5 separate regions of the Mus musculus genome follow, and all the other regions are linked to region 1. A link is a contact called in public HiChIP or PLAC-seq and Micro-C data. All regions are on one chromosome and are shown on one strand. Each heading gives the region's core, a stretch centred on a gene start, on an enhancer-like site or on the middle of the called end of the contact. The rest is flanking DNA. Distances are from core to core; before and after follow the strand shown. Region 1 overlaps Kirrel (kirre like nephrin family adhesion molecule 1). Region 2 holds the start of Arhgef11 (Rho guanine nucleotide exchange factor (GEF) 11). Region 3 holds the start of Etv3l (ets variant 3-like). Region 4 overlaps Gm40085 (predicted gene, 40085). Region 5 overlaps Dclk2 (doublecortin-like kinase 2).

Evidence for each region. A called contact is a pair of places that touch in the nucleus more often than the background predicts. HiChIP or PLAC-seq counts read pairs in DNA pulled down with a chosen protein or histone mark.
Region 2: an H3K27ac HiChIP or PLAC-seq map of epiblast stem cells shows a contact between it and region 1. The contact joins the promoter of Arhgef11 here to the enhancer-like site in region 1. A contact is called at or near these places in 3 of 39 promoter capture datasets (the C10 cell line, hippocampal neurons and neural stem cells), 1 of 484 Hi-C or Micro-C datasets (muscle stem cells), 5 of 115 datasets of contacts at active chromatin or transcription factors (bone marrow-derived macrophages, cardiomyocytes, epiblast stem cells and 2 more) and 3 of 9 other capture datasets (adipose tissue, liver and macrophages).
Region 3: a contact with region 1 is called in an H3K27ac HiChIP or PLAC-seq map of differentiating embryonic stem cells, with 2.7 times the contacts expected there. The contact joins the promoter of Etv3l here to the enhancer-like site in region 1. A contact is called at or near these places in 1 of 39 promoter capture datasets (the C10 cell line) and 8 of 115 datasets of contacts at active chromatin or transcription factors (cardiomyocytes, differentiating embryonic stem cells, embryonic fibroblasts and 3 more).
Region 4: a contact with region 1 is called in an H3K27ac HiChIP or PLAC-seq map of trophoblast stem cells, with 3 times the contacts expected there. The contact joins two enhancer-like sites. A contact is called at or near these places in 10 of 115 datasets of contacts at active chromatin or transcription factors (astrocytes, bone marrow-derived macrophages, embryonic stem cells and 4 more).
Region 5: a contact with region 1 is called in a Micro-C map of embryonic stem cells, with 3 times the contacts expected there. The contact joins two enhancer-like sites. A contact is called at or near these places in 2 of 484 Hi-C or Micro-C datasets (both in embryonic stem cells) and 1 of 115 datasets of contacts at active chromatin or transcription factors (embryonic stem cells).

Annotation. Positions count from the first base shown.
Region 1 is chr3:87,149,196-87,151,722 of GRCm38.p6, reverse strand. All of the region lies in intron 1 of Kirrel (kirre like nephrin family adhesion molecule 1), which reads left to right. Among named protein-coding and RNA genes, the nearest start is that of Kirrel, 24 kb to the left of the region's middle. RefSeq lists an enhancer at 1-2,171. Within about 2 kb of position 1,257, at least 224 of the 459 cell types and tissues checked have an H3K27ac peak or open chromatin away from gene starts, as enhancers often do. A contact at or near this core is called in adipose tissue, differentiating embryonic stem cells, embryonic fibroblasts and 8 more, where this site is marked.
Region 2 is chr3:87,616,302-87,618,828 of GRCm38.p6, reverse strand. It overlaps Arhgef11 (Rho guanine nucleotide exchange factor (GEF) 11), which reads right to left and starts at 1,270. Exons shown (of 40, transcript NM_001003912.2): 1 at 37-1,270. The coding sequence starts at 68.
Region 3 is chr3:87,548,796-87,551,322 of GRCm38.p6, reverse strand. It overlaps Etv3l (ets variant 3-like), which reads right to left and starts at 1,266. Exons shown (of 6, transcript NM_001370856.1): 1 at 1,088-1,266.
Region 4 is chr3:87,507,962-87,510,488 of GRCm38.p6, reverse strand. All of the region lies in intron 1 of Gm40085 (predicted gene, 40085), which reads left to right. Among named protein-coding and RNA genes, the nearest start is that of Gm40085, 3.4 kb to the left of the region's middle. Within about 2 kb of position 1,263, at least 84 of the 459 cell types and tissues checked have an H3K27ac peak or open chromatin away from gene starts, as enhancers often do. A contact at or near this core is called in pancreatic cancer cells and trophoblast stem cells, where this site is marked.
Region 5 is chr3:86,844,492-86,847,018 of GRCm38.p6, reverse strand. All of the region lies in intron 2 of Dclk2 (doublecortin-like kinase 2), which reads left to right. Among named protein-coding and RNA genes, the nearest start is that of Gm46810, 15 kb to the right of the region's middle. Within about 2 kb of position 1,263, at least 98 of the 459 cell types and tissues checked have an H3K27ac peak or open chromatin away from gene starts, as enhancers often do. A contact at or near this core is called in embryonic stem cells, where this site is marked.

The DNA of each region.
Region 1 (2,527 bases), core at 8-2,507:
TCCATATAAGCTAGGGATACAGTGCTGTGAGACAGCTAGAATGAGGAAGTGCTGCCAGCAGGACCCTGGACTGCAGGGATCTCTAGAGTCTACAGGGGTAGGGAAGTGGGGGACAGCACTCTGGCAGGAGGCCACACAGATGTGGCCTAGCAGGCCCTGCTAAGGGATTGGCTTGGCCAGTTTGGGAACTATTTGTGGCAAGTTTTTAAGTCCCAGGCTGCTTTTGCCCTAGTACCTGGAATCCAGCCACCAATTGATAAGTTGAGAGAACATAGGACCTGATTTCAATGTTAGCCGGAGCTAAACATAATTAAAAGAAAAATTTGCTTCTGCTACACACAGCTGCTGCAGCACCCACAAAACCTGTGTGTGGTTCCTTCAGACAACCTGGGAATGCCTTTCATCTTCTTGCCTCTCTGTCTCTAAGTTGAACCAAAATACAGAGGTCCACAGCCTCTAACCTGCCTCTTAGAAATCCCTTAGGCAGACATACTGCCTGGGGCAGGCAGTCCTGTGACCCGCTCCCTGGAACAGACCCGTGACGAGCATGTGGGCTTAGGGCGAATGACAATAGCCCCAGAGGATGGGGTGGGCAGCCTCGGAGTGCCTGGACTCCTGTGGTGTTGAGGGGAGAGAAACACTGCAGAGAAACAAGATGGCTTCGGGAAGGATTACAACTCTTCGTGTCCCTTACTGTTCCCACTCTCTCAGGCAGACAAAGGAAAAGATGTGATTGATCGGCGAGAAAGGAAGGAGAGAGTAACCTTGGGCACCGCTGTCTCAGCCGCAGGACCGTACAGATGCGGTCCTCCCAGGCCCTCCACCAGCTTTTCGCTCAGTCCACTGGCTGTGGTGGAAGAAGGCAGGAATGGAAACTGGAGGCCTAATTGCTAGGTTCTCTCTCGGCTCTTCCAGGGAGCACAGGCAGGAAATTCCTCAGATTCCAGGCTTGTAGGATCATTGCTGAGTGTTAACCGCAGAGCTGGGGCAAGGGGCTGGAGGCAAAGGGAGCTGCCTCCTCTCCTGATTCTTTTCCCTTTGTTTTAAAACAGGCTCAATTAAAAGAGTTTAGAGGGGCGGCCGGCTGAAACAAAAGCCCCCACTGTAACAATCTTCCCAAAGAAAAAGTCCCCAGATGTGGGAATCCCAGAAAAATTAGTGCTGAATTGAGTAATTTTGAAGTTGAAAATAAACTGTTGTGGACTCGCACAGGAATTTGTTCCCAGGGTGAATTTTTTTCTTTCTTTCAGCTCTCAGTGAGAGGAAAGTTCCTTAAGAAGAAGCTCACTAAGAGGAGATAGGGGTGGCTGCAAGCAGTGGGCAGGAGTGTCTGTCTGTCTGTCTAGACACCCCTGAGGCTTGTGCTTTGCCTCACCTGGGATGAGATCCCTCCTAAGTCACTAGGCTGTAGGGGTCTGTTTGCATGTCTCCCCTCCGTGTCCTGCGCAGGGCAGTCCAGGCCGCCTCTGCCCAGTCTGCCATCCAGATGCGTTTTGCAAGCCCTCCAGGGAGCCCTCTCAGTTTCCCAAAGAATAACTGCTCCATCCCCTTGGGCTTCCAGAGCAACTGCCTGTACCTCTGTAGATTCTGTCCCTGCTGAACTAGAGTGAGCTGTTTACTGCCCGGTGCTCTCTGATCTTCAGGAGACAGAATGTGGCTTGGTTATGTTATTAACCTCATAGTGGAGTGTCAGAGCAGCTGCTCTACAGTAAGTGTACACACACACACACACACACACACACACACACACACACACACACACACACACAATTGGGAAGAATAGCAACCTTGTTGAGTTAACATCCCTGTCCTGGGGGGTTAGATTATCCATTTGTCGAGTCTCTGTAATGAATGTTCAGTACACAGTCTGGTTTGTCCTCCAGCTCAGCAATTTATGCTGTCATGTAACATGTACTCTGAGAAGATGAAAACCGTGTATGTATGTATGTGTGTGTGTGTGTGTGTGTGTGTGTGTGTGTGTGTGTGTGCTATCTTCCCTATAGGATAATAGTTGCTGCTAAAAATTCTCCACCACGAGTTCCAGCGCCAATCAGAACTGACCTCAGTGTGGCCCACACCCCTGCTGGTGTGGCGTGATAGACGGTAGATGACTGAGATCCGTGTTTCATTACAGCTGATGATAGGGCTGCCTCGAGAGCGGAGGAATTGTGGGTCTGAGGAGGAAGAAGCAGCAGCCCATATCCGCTGTGATTCTTGCTGTCGCTACCCATTCTGGGACATGGGCTGAGCCTAGAAGGTTGTGGACCCAACCTCAACAGCCTAAAAATGACCAGTGTGGGCTGCCATCTCAATCAAAGCCTCAATCATTGGGTCAGAAACGCTGTGTCCCAGAGCTGTCCGTTTTGGGAATGAGAAATATGAGATATTTTCATTCTTCCAACTGTGTCCCCATTCTCGGTGACCACGACCCAGGGTTCACTGAGAGAGCAGAAGCCACCCGACTGGCTCCGTGCTGTGCACTTTCCTCTTGGCTGCTTCACTCCTCTGGTTTTGACTCTCCAGGTAC
Region 2 (2,527 bases), core at 21-2,520, 470 kb before region 1:
GTTGGAAAAAAAAAATCCTCAATTATTTAAACATACCTGTCTATACTATGGGGCAACCGTATGCTCATGGTTTCTCCGTGTCTCCACAGTTCTGGAATCCTGTAGTTTCTTTGGGCGTCTTGATCAGGCCTGAGTCCCTTGCAATTTTGAAGGAAGGTGAGAGGAAGGCCTCCCAAGTTGAAGACTGAATCCTTGTTTCTTCCAGCTGTCAGGACCCTGGTAACTGCAGTGCTATTCTGCTTCTATCGGTTAACATGGTCTCCTCCTTCCTTCACCCTTAACCTTCCCCTCCCTCGTCTTAAAAAAGAAAATGAAAAGAAAAAAAGAGAGGAAAAACTATGACCTTCTTAGAAACCAAACTGTTAACCACAAATCTCTTCAAGGTTAGCCCTACGGGCTAAAAACTGAACCACAGAAAGAATCTGACTTCAAAATATCAGTCTTAGTTGCAGACAGATAAAAGCCATCCTTTCAATCCAGTTTCCCCAGCTGTCCTTCTGTTGACAGGGAAGCCTTAAGCTCCAAAGGTTGAAAAAAAAAATCTCTGGTTTCCAAATGCTTAAAATGCCAACAGCAGAATTATTCCAGGGAAGGAAAAACAAAAACAAAACAAAACAAAACAAAAAGGCTGAACAAATCCGAAATGGCACTTGGGAGAAAAATCTTCCAGACGATTTGCACAGTTAAAATAAATAAAACCACACAGCAGTATGTACACAACACGGTCCAGTGCAGCCCTGGGAAGCAAAATTTGCGGATTTCTTTTAAAAATCAAAACAAAACAACCATCTTCTTCTACAGTAAAGGTTTTTGAATTCTGAAATGAACCAATTGTGCAGACACACACACAACAATCACAAAACACCTGAAGCGCAATGCTTTCTACCTTCAAAACGGTAGCATTGGCCAAACCCCCAGGAAATCTTAAACCTTCTTTTCCCTTTCGACTTGCAGGTTCCTCCACCTAACCCAGCCTCAGATCGGCCTTTTTCTCAGACAATTTCCTCAGTCAGCTCTGTGTGCTCCAGCACGTCCAGGCTCCGAAAGTCTCTCTCGCCGCAGCGCTCTGGAGCGGTAGTCCCGCTTCCCCCTCGCCCGCCGATCGTGTCCGGCGACCCGCTCCTAGTATTGTTGCGGCTCGGTTAGGGCCAGGGCGCCCTCCACAGCGGCGCGGAGAGCCCGGGCCGCGGCCTCGGCCTCCGTGCCCACCCGCCCGCCAGCCACAGCCTCCCCGCTCGGCCGCTCCCGGCGTCCGCGTCGCGGCCGCTGCGCTTCCGGCCCCGCCCCCGCGCGCGCTCGCTCGCTAAGGCCAAGCCCGCTGCCGCCGGCCGGCTCCGCCCCACCCCCGCTCCGCCCCGCCCCGCCACCGCCCCGCCTCGCCCCGCCTCGCCACAGCCCCGCCACGGCGGACTCCGCTCGCCCGGGCCGGCCGCTGGCTCCTCCTTGGCGCCGCCCGCCCTTTCACAGCCCCGCGCGCCCCCGGTCCGCGCGCTGCGGCCTAGCTGCTCCCGGTGCTGCTGTCCCAGAGACTCGACCTTTGTTTCCGCAGTGTCCGCTGGCCGCGCCTCTGTCTGCGCTCTCGCTGCGGTCCCGTCCTCCTCTGCCCGTTTTCACTCATTTGTCGCGCTCCTTTCCAAGTTACCAGGAACCCTCTTAGCTGTGCCCTCGCCCCTCTGAGCACCCACCGTCTCTCCCCTCGCGGCTGTACTCGATTTAGCTTGGGTATCTTGTATGGCTCTGCCTTTTAATTTCAATGCAAAAGCCTTTGCAGGGCAATGTTATTTCGATGACACACACCCCCTTCGTGAAATCACGGTTTCTAAATCTCTTCAAGTAACTGTCGGAAGTCAGAAGTAAAGATTGAAGTAAAAAGGAGACTTTTCCAGTACAGGTTGATGAATACACTTTGTTATTTTGTGTGTGTGTGTGTGTAATATGTGACTTCCTGGTGAGACCAGACATCTGTTAACATTAGATAGTGCACCAACAGTTTTACTGAAGCCTGTTCTCAACAGCCAGTGGATTTATTGGGGTTACTTCTAGGAGTACAAACCCCTAAAGGCAGAGGCACCAGCAAAAACCCATCTCCGCATGGATGAGGACGGTGGACTACTGACCTCTACCACTAGAGCTATTGGAGTTGATATTGTTTCTATAACCGTGGGGAGCAGCACTGTGACTCTTGAAACAACTTCTTGAAATTTCTGAGTGCTTGCCATCTGAACCTTAACAATTGCTGCGCTCTTCCACAGGTGTGCTTGTGGAGCCCAGAGGACAAGTGTGGGTGGCATTCTTCCTCAAATGCCAAACAACCTCACCCCTTCTCTGGAGCCTGGTCTCTCTCCACAGCCCCAGCTTGCTGAGTAGGCCAAGAATGGCTGGTGAGTAAGTGCCACCCTCTTACCCTTCTCAGCATTGTGAGAGCAAGTTCACAGCCACCCAAACTCAGCCTCTTTATGTGTGTTCTAGGGGGTTGCTGGGTAGCAGTTTCCACTCAGAACCTTCTCTCTTGGAGAGAAATCCTATA
Region 3 (2,527 bases), core at 17-2,516, 400 kb before region 1:
AGGCAGGCAGGAGATGAAAGTTCCAGCAAACAGTTGAGCTGGGTGAGCTCATCACTGCCCAGGGCAGGGCGTTAGATCAGCCGGAAAACCCGGCAGCAAGCAGAGGTAGCCCGCAACCCTGCATCCCAGCATCCAAGGCCTCCGTCCATAAAAACCAATCCCGTGTCTACATCTAGCCCAGACCTCCAGGCTAGACCTGAGCCCTTCACTTTCTATCAAGTCTGAAGCTCTCTCAGCTGATTCTGTGCTTGAGTCTCTATGCCCAGGAGGCTCCACTGTCCTTTGACAAAGCCAGAGAGATCAAACCCCCTCCACCCCGACCCTGACCCAGGGCTTGGAGAGAGTTTGAAACTTTCTCTTGGCATCGCACCTGCCTCTCTAGCCTGCATCTGTGCTCACTACCATAAGGGCTCTCATACGTCAGGATTCTTGGCCCTAGTACTTTGGGAAACGGTGTGAGAAAGGAAGAGGGGCAGGTGGATGGAGCAGAACCCTCTTGCCCCACCAGAGGCATGCATCCCTTTAGTTCATCCTGCCAGGCTCAGGAGGAATTCTCTGTCCTGTCTCCACCCACTCCGTGATGCTCCCCAACTCGGCTGCCTCCATCTGCTCCCCAGTCAGCCTCAACAACTGGCCTTTTACCCCCGACCGACCCGACTATCGTCGTCCCCCGAAACCCCCACCCCCACCCCAACCCGTGCCCTGGAGCAATGAGCCTGGGCAGGGGCATGGCTCCTAAGGACCCACAAGGCTAGCAGGATGAGAAGTTGGCTGAGAGCTTGGTTATTTGCTCATCATTCACCCCAGAGTCTTGTCTGTTCCAGATAGTAGATACTGGCCCCACCTTCATAGAAGAACTCCCTGCTACACTGAACCAGTGTCCCTGTGACATCCTCCCACAGATGCCGGAAAGCTCTCTGCCCTGAGCACACAACTCCAGCTCTGTGCCATTCCTCTGGAGAAAGAAAAGCCTCGCCACACCTGTGGGCTTCAGCTCCTTCCGCCCCACTTCCCAACTGTCCCATAACTGGCTCCATATCCGGGTGCACAGAGGAGCCCCCGTCTCAGACCTGCCAGGATGGCTTACCGCTTTGGATCATCAATTCTGCGCGCAGTCTGGTTCCTTCTGACTCGCTCCTTGCCCTTGCTCATCGCGTTAGGGTTACTTAAAATGAGAGCGGGGATCTCCAAGCTCCCAGGGGAGCCAAGGTCGTTTGCAGACAGCACCATTAACCCTTTGAGAGCCAGTGGCACGGCTCGATGCCTTATACAGACACCCCACACATGTGTCCACCTTGCAGCAGAGTAGGGGCTCTTCCTGTGGGGTGGCTGGCTCCTAAAGTACCTGCTAGGGACACTTCCTCCTTTTCAATTCTTCTCAAGGTTACTGACCTGCTGGGACGTCCTGCGAGTTGTCTAGCCATCCATTCTTTCTTGTGTAGCATTCTGTGGAGATCGGAGTTCAGATCTAAAAACTGACCTCATACCTCCCAGACTTAAACGTGACTCCAGCCTTTGCTTGAGATGCGCTCTCACTCACTCACTCACTGACTCACTGACTCACTCACTCACTCACTCACTCACTCACTCACTCACTCACTCACTCACTCACTAGTGCCAGATTGTCACAACCTGTAACTTTCCTTCTTTGGCTAGAATAAAATGATATAGATGAAATATATTTTAAAGTATATTATTTTTTACTTACTCCTTAGTACTGGAGACATGGCTAGGCAAATTCTTCCACCAGTGAGTCCCATCTTCCACATGATAGTTACTCAAGGTCATTTTTCTAAAGATTTAAAGGCACATAATATGTTTACTCTCTTATGGTTCTAGAGATTAAAAAAATTTTTTTAAGACCTTACTAATTTGACTTGAAGTTAGACAACAGGAAGAACTTCCAACTAAAGACTAAGCCAGTTAGGAGACAGTGACTACAGGAGTATCAGACAGCTCAGTGAGGAACAAGATAAGGGCTAGAATTCCCAGGACATCTTGGGGAGGAGATGAGAACTTAGCTGAGATGCCTAAGGAACAGGATCTCAGGTTGATACCTGGGACCAAGCCACCCTGGAGCCTGTCAGGGCTGTGTTCAGCTTTCCAGCCCCAAGCAGGGAGAAGGCTGATGGATGTTGTTGGTATCAGTATGATTTTCCTGTCTTCACTGACTCTGGGAGGCCATGCCCCCACCCCTCAGCATACTGCCTTCTGAGCTGATGGAGATGGGATGGAGGGCACGGAATTACATTCTGGGCTTGTTTTCTGGTTAAATCAACCGAAGCTAGCGTGATGGACAGGTGGGAGAGGGGCTGATTGATGGAAGACAAGAGCTGGGCCTCAGGGAGGGAGGGAGGGTCCTGGTGAAGGCAGGGCTCCGTAGGCCAGAGCCATGCAGGAAGGGTAACCTCGCACAGTGATGGGCAAGAGGAGACACACGGTGAAGGGAAGAGGAGATGTAGTTAGCATCCTGCTGTCTGTCGTAGGTGCTGGGTCTGCAGTGCAGCAGGCTGGCCTGCCCCTTGCT
Region 4 (2,527 bases), core at 14-2,513, 360 kb before region 1:
AGCCGGCAGCCAGAGAGCCAGCCCCGCATTCCCTTCAGAGAGGACAGACAGAAACAGGGCAGACTGCATTGCTTAGCCCCAAATTAGAGCTACGGTTCTCACCGATGAAGCCCTTTGTGCTCCTGGCAAAGTACTTTCGCTGTGCTGTGGTAACCCCCTCCAAGGGCGAGGCTGGTGTCTTACTCATCTCTCCAGAACTGGCACCTGACACCAGCTGACCCCTGGAAGGTGTGGAGACTAGTGGTGAGGCTCTGGGGGCCAAAGGGGCTTGCCATCCGCCTGGACTGGGTACCACAGGTGGTATGGAGGCTTCCAGACTGGCTTTTTCCAGGAGGAAGGGAAGGGAGGATGAAGGTAGGTTTCAGATGGGTTCAGTGTAGGGAGATGGAGCTAGGCTTCTATACTGTGAAAGGAAGTTTCTCAGTCTCTTACCCATGAACTGACTTATGACCCAAGGTCCAGGTGTCTGTCCTGGATTCACTTTGGCCAGGAAGGGCAGTAACTGCCAAGCAGTGGGGAATGGAGCAGAAGACTGCTGGTCTTAGCTGGGCTACAGTCCACTGATGCATCTCAGGAGCATGGGAGAAAGCCTATCACAGCTGCTGTGAAGGTCCAGACCCAAATCTATACAGAAAAGGATAAAGAATAGCCTGTCACATGCACAGGGCCATTCCACAGCCCAGCTACTCTGGAGTGGGGGAGGGGTGGGTGGGTGAGGGGCTTCCATGTAAATGACACTCCCCTCCCCCTACTCCAGGAGGGACCAGCTCCCAGTGTGGGGAACGAGGGTCCCTCATCTCAGCCAGTCTGGATCTTTTTTTCCTCAATAGACATCATTCTCTCCCTGTGTTTCCCAGCCGTCTCCCTCTCCCTCTACTGGCCCTCAGCAGCTCTCAGTGGTCTCCCCTGAGGTGGCTGGCACTGGTCAAATCCTCATAAGAACAAGGAGTGAAGGAGGCCAACTATCTTCATCTTGGGTTTCCTTTCCCTTGGTTCCTGTAATCCCTAGAACCCACATCTCCCAGGGCCCTTCCCTGCCAACCCTCCCTGCCTTCAGGACCTGGCCTCTGGGTGGGGAGGCACAGTTTAGCGTCTGGGATTTCCCCAGCCCGCAGTAGCAGGAAGTCTGAGTTGGGAGAGGGAAAGCCTGACTCTTGGCTGCTGCCCAGGTACTAAGCAAGACCAAAGTTCAGGGGAGAGGCCTGTTTCCCTGGTCAGCTGGGGACACACTCTGACCTCTACTTATCTGGACTTGGGGACTTGGGTCCCTGAGGCTGGAGGGCAAGGCCAAGTTCAGGGGAAGGAAGTGGAGCTAGAGGGCGACAGGAGAGAGAGACTGCTCCACCTTTTGTCTCCCAGGCCTTGCTTTGGTTGGCCCTGGTCCCTGTCCATGCCGTGAGATAGGATGGTTGACTTTCCTGAGTTGAACACTCGTGTCATCCGAAATCCTGGGGCTGGTAAGGAGACACGAGCATTTCATCCTCCGTGCTTACGGAAATCCAGTTGTCCTAGAGAAACTAGGTTTGTGCGCACAGTCCACGTGTGGCCCAATTCTGACCTATCATGGGCAAGAAGGAGGGTGTCTGGAAACTGGTCTTTTTTGGCGCTGTTTCTCCTTAGCGAGGCTGCGTTGGAAGGAATGACCCTATTAATTGGGCGGTTGATCAAGAGCCTCTTCTTCCAGGACTCTTACTTAATCTCTCAGTCTCTGTTCTTACCCATGCCTCACTTAGCTCTCTGGCTCTAAATGAGCCTCTGGGGACCTCCGGCAGCAAACGCAGCAGGGGACGAACAAGAGCCAGCGATAGCCCTTGGGGAGGACGAAGCAGAAAACACTGGTGACAGAGCACATTCCCCGTCCCATCAGCCAGCCATGCCACCCTCTAGGCCACTTACTCTCTAAACCTCTTCTTAGAGGGTAGGCTCTTCCAGCGCCTGTTCTAGAGCAGAGGTAAAAATGATGCAAAGAGGAATAATGACTGTGAGGGAAACCCTGGGTGGACTGGAGTCTGGATCTTTAGAAAAAAGAAGCGGAAGGGTGTTATAGAAGGGAATCCCCGAGCCTCTACCGCCCCCTAGTGGAGTATTCTGCATGCTCAGTCACTAGCCCTGTGATTGGACTGGACTCTGTACAGCCAGCAGGTGGAGGAAGGTGGAGCCACCCAGTGATATGTGTAGGTAACTTACAATCAGAAGATGTGGCCAGAGAATGTCCCGGTTTACTGGCAGTCATCGAAGTGATTCAGTAGTGAGATATACAGTTGTCACTATCGAGTAAGAGGATTCTAAAAGCATTCACACCTCAGTGGACACCTGGGGATTTACCTAGAAATAACCCTAAGGAGGGAGATTAAAATCTCAGAAACACCCAATTTATTCTTCTGGATTGTGAACAAGAACACAGTGTACGAAACTAAAGGTACAGCGTGGCCTCACGGACCACGGTCAAGACAGGCGCAGCCACAGGTTATGCATGCCCTAAACCTTATCACAATAACCGCTTTTTCTCGAGTTTGACCCCTCAGAA
Region 5 (2,527 bases), core at 14-2,513, 300 kb after region 1:
TTTTCTTGATGCCAGAATGTAAGTTCAAAGAATAACTCAAGAAAGGAGAGCACCAATTTTATTTAGAGAGGAGAACAAAAAAGTAAAAGACGACCTGACCCCTTTCAGATACATCGTGTTTTAGAACCTAAATGCCACAGAACAATTAAGGATAGTAACAACGTTTGTGCTGGCAGTGTTGAGGACTTTCATTTTCCAGAATAATTAAGGATTAATTGATCAGGTTTCTCCATATCATCTTAATTAACGATTCTAAGGCTCTTACTTCTCTTGAGTGTGATCACGTGTGGTGATGCCATGCTGATACCAGAGTGTAAGCTGATGTGATTTCTATGTGCAGAGAATCAATTCCTGAAAAATCCTGCAGGTTCTGCCTGTTTTTAAAATATGTAGAGATCATAGTATTCATTAGCACATATTGATACATTTAGTATTTTTAGTCTGGCAACAAGTGGAGTCCTATTTTAAAACCATATGATTGAAACTTGTGTTTATAATTTGTTTCAAGAGAGTTAGCCAATTTGTTTGAAGATATCAATTTCAGAACATATTCACTATTCCCTAAAGCATAAGAAGTTGGCCTGAACTTGTAATGACCTTAAAACATTACTTAGAAGTCGATCCTTTAAAAAAAAAAATTCCTAGGTATAAGATTACATCGTTGCCATTCACTTATTTCATAAAAGACAGAAAAATGGCCCAGTTGTTTGGATTTTAGACAAGTATAAAAGCTGCTGACTTATTTCATAAGCTCTTTTATGTTTTCTTGGAGGTTGTAAATCACAGTTAATACTTCTCTTTAGGGAAACAGCATGTGGTCTAGCGAGAAGTCTCCTCAGCTGGCTCTGTGACTTGGAACATTTTGCTTAACCTTTTGAGCCATGTTAAGCCCCTTTTAGGTAAATGGGCACGTGAGTCCTTGGTAAGATTGTCCTGGTGGCTAAGAGAAAGTTAGTGAGAATGAGATTCCTTGTGTAAAGTGTGTCCTTTTCCCCCATGGATGTTCCCTTACCTCATCTGTTGCAAATAGACCAGTTTTAGACAGTTACCACCTTGAGCTGTGGTTCCATTGCCCTTTTCGTAACATAGTTTCTTTTTATTTGTTTGTTTGTTTATTATTTGGAATGACTTGAGCCCTAGAAAGTCTTCATGCAAGGTGCTGTTACATCTGCTTAGAAACATTTGGTCCCCTAGTCCCTAGAGTCACAGCAAGACACAGAGGGTGGAGTCACAGGAGGGCTGGCTCAGTAGGCTGACTTCCCATTTCCTTGTCTGACTTCATCTGGAATTTTGCTGTGGCTTCTGTTCCTTAGAAAGCCCTAGAGTACATTGGACAGCTTTTTCTGCTTTAATACTAGCAGTCAAATTATCTTAGACATTTTCTTCTTTTATAAGGCCATTGTCTCTCCTAGAAAGTATCATTTGGTAGCTTTAAAAGTTTAAGGTCTTTTGTCTGTTGACGGAAAGAAACATTTTATGAAATCAAATGTTTGGTTGTAAAACCCTATGATTAGTTGTGATTGGTGGGAGCAGTAGGAAAATAAAGCTGAAATCCAGTTTTTGTTGTTTTTATTTTATTTTATTTTATTTTTTTAACAGACAAGATTTAAACGCAGGGGTGTAGGGACTGTCTGCAGGTGCCATTGAGATGCCTTTTACTGTAAGTGCTGCTGCCTTTGAGCTTTGGTTCTGTTTCTATGGCAACCGCAGGATCTATGTGCTTGGCTGAATGGATTTACAGGAAACTGAAAAACATTGCTATTCTAAGTAGCTTGTTGTGGAAAGCGCAGCCAGCATTCACTGAGAACAAAGCAGGCAATGTATGCTAATTGTATTCCTTGTCGGGGCTAAAGAGTTGGGGAGAATCCCAGCGTCTGCTTACTGACTTTGTGTTTCTTGAATTTTGGAGGACGAAATGACTTACTCTTTATTTATTTCAAATTTCATATTTGGTTCTCCTGTCTCCACCCAACCCCCTTTTCCCAAAGTGTTGAAGATGGGATTCATGTCGCAGACAAGCTAGGGAAGTTCCCCGTCCCCCATTTCCCTGTACCTTTAAAAAAAAAAAAAAAAAAAGCTATTCTAGTAGAATTGATTTAAACAAAACAAATCTGTCTGTCTGTCTGTCTCTCTCTGTGTGTGTGTGTGTGTGTGTGTGTGTGTGTGTGTGTGTGTGTAAGATAATGTTTCAATGAAGTAATCTGCTGGTTTTCAGGGTCTCAAACACCGAGGTGGGCAATCTAATGCAAGTGGCTCCCTTTGCTAGCACTGTAAATTAAAATGGCACTGAGGCTTATCCTTTATGTCAAAACTCTCCTACCTAGAGTTTCCTTGACGTGTGGAAGCTGTTTCTCTAAATATTTACAAAACAGAAGAGTCATGTAATAAACTGTTGCTTGGGGGATCAGAATGAAATGCAGTTTTCCTCTATTATTTTATTCACTCATTGCATGTTTACAGAAGACTGCACATTGATGTCAGTACAGCTCTATTAAAAGGCCACATGGTGATTTCAGTTTCAATATAA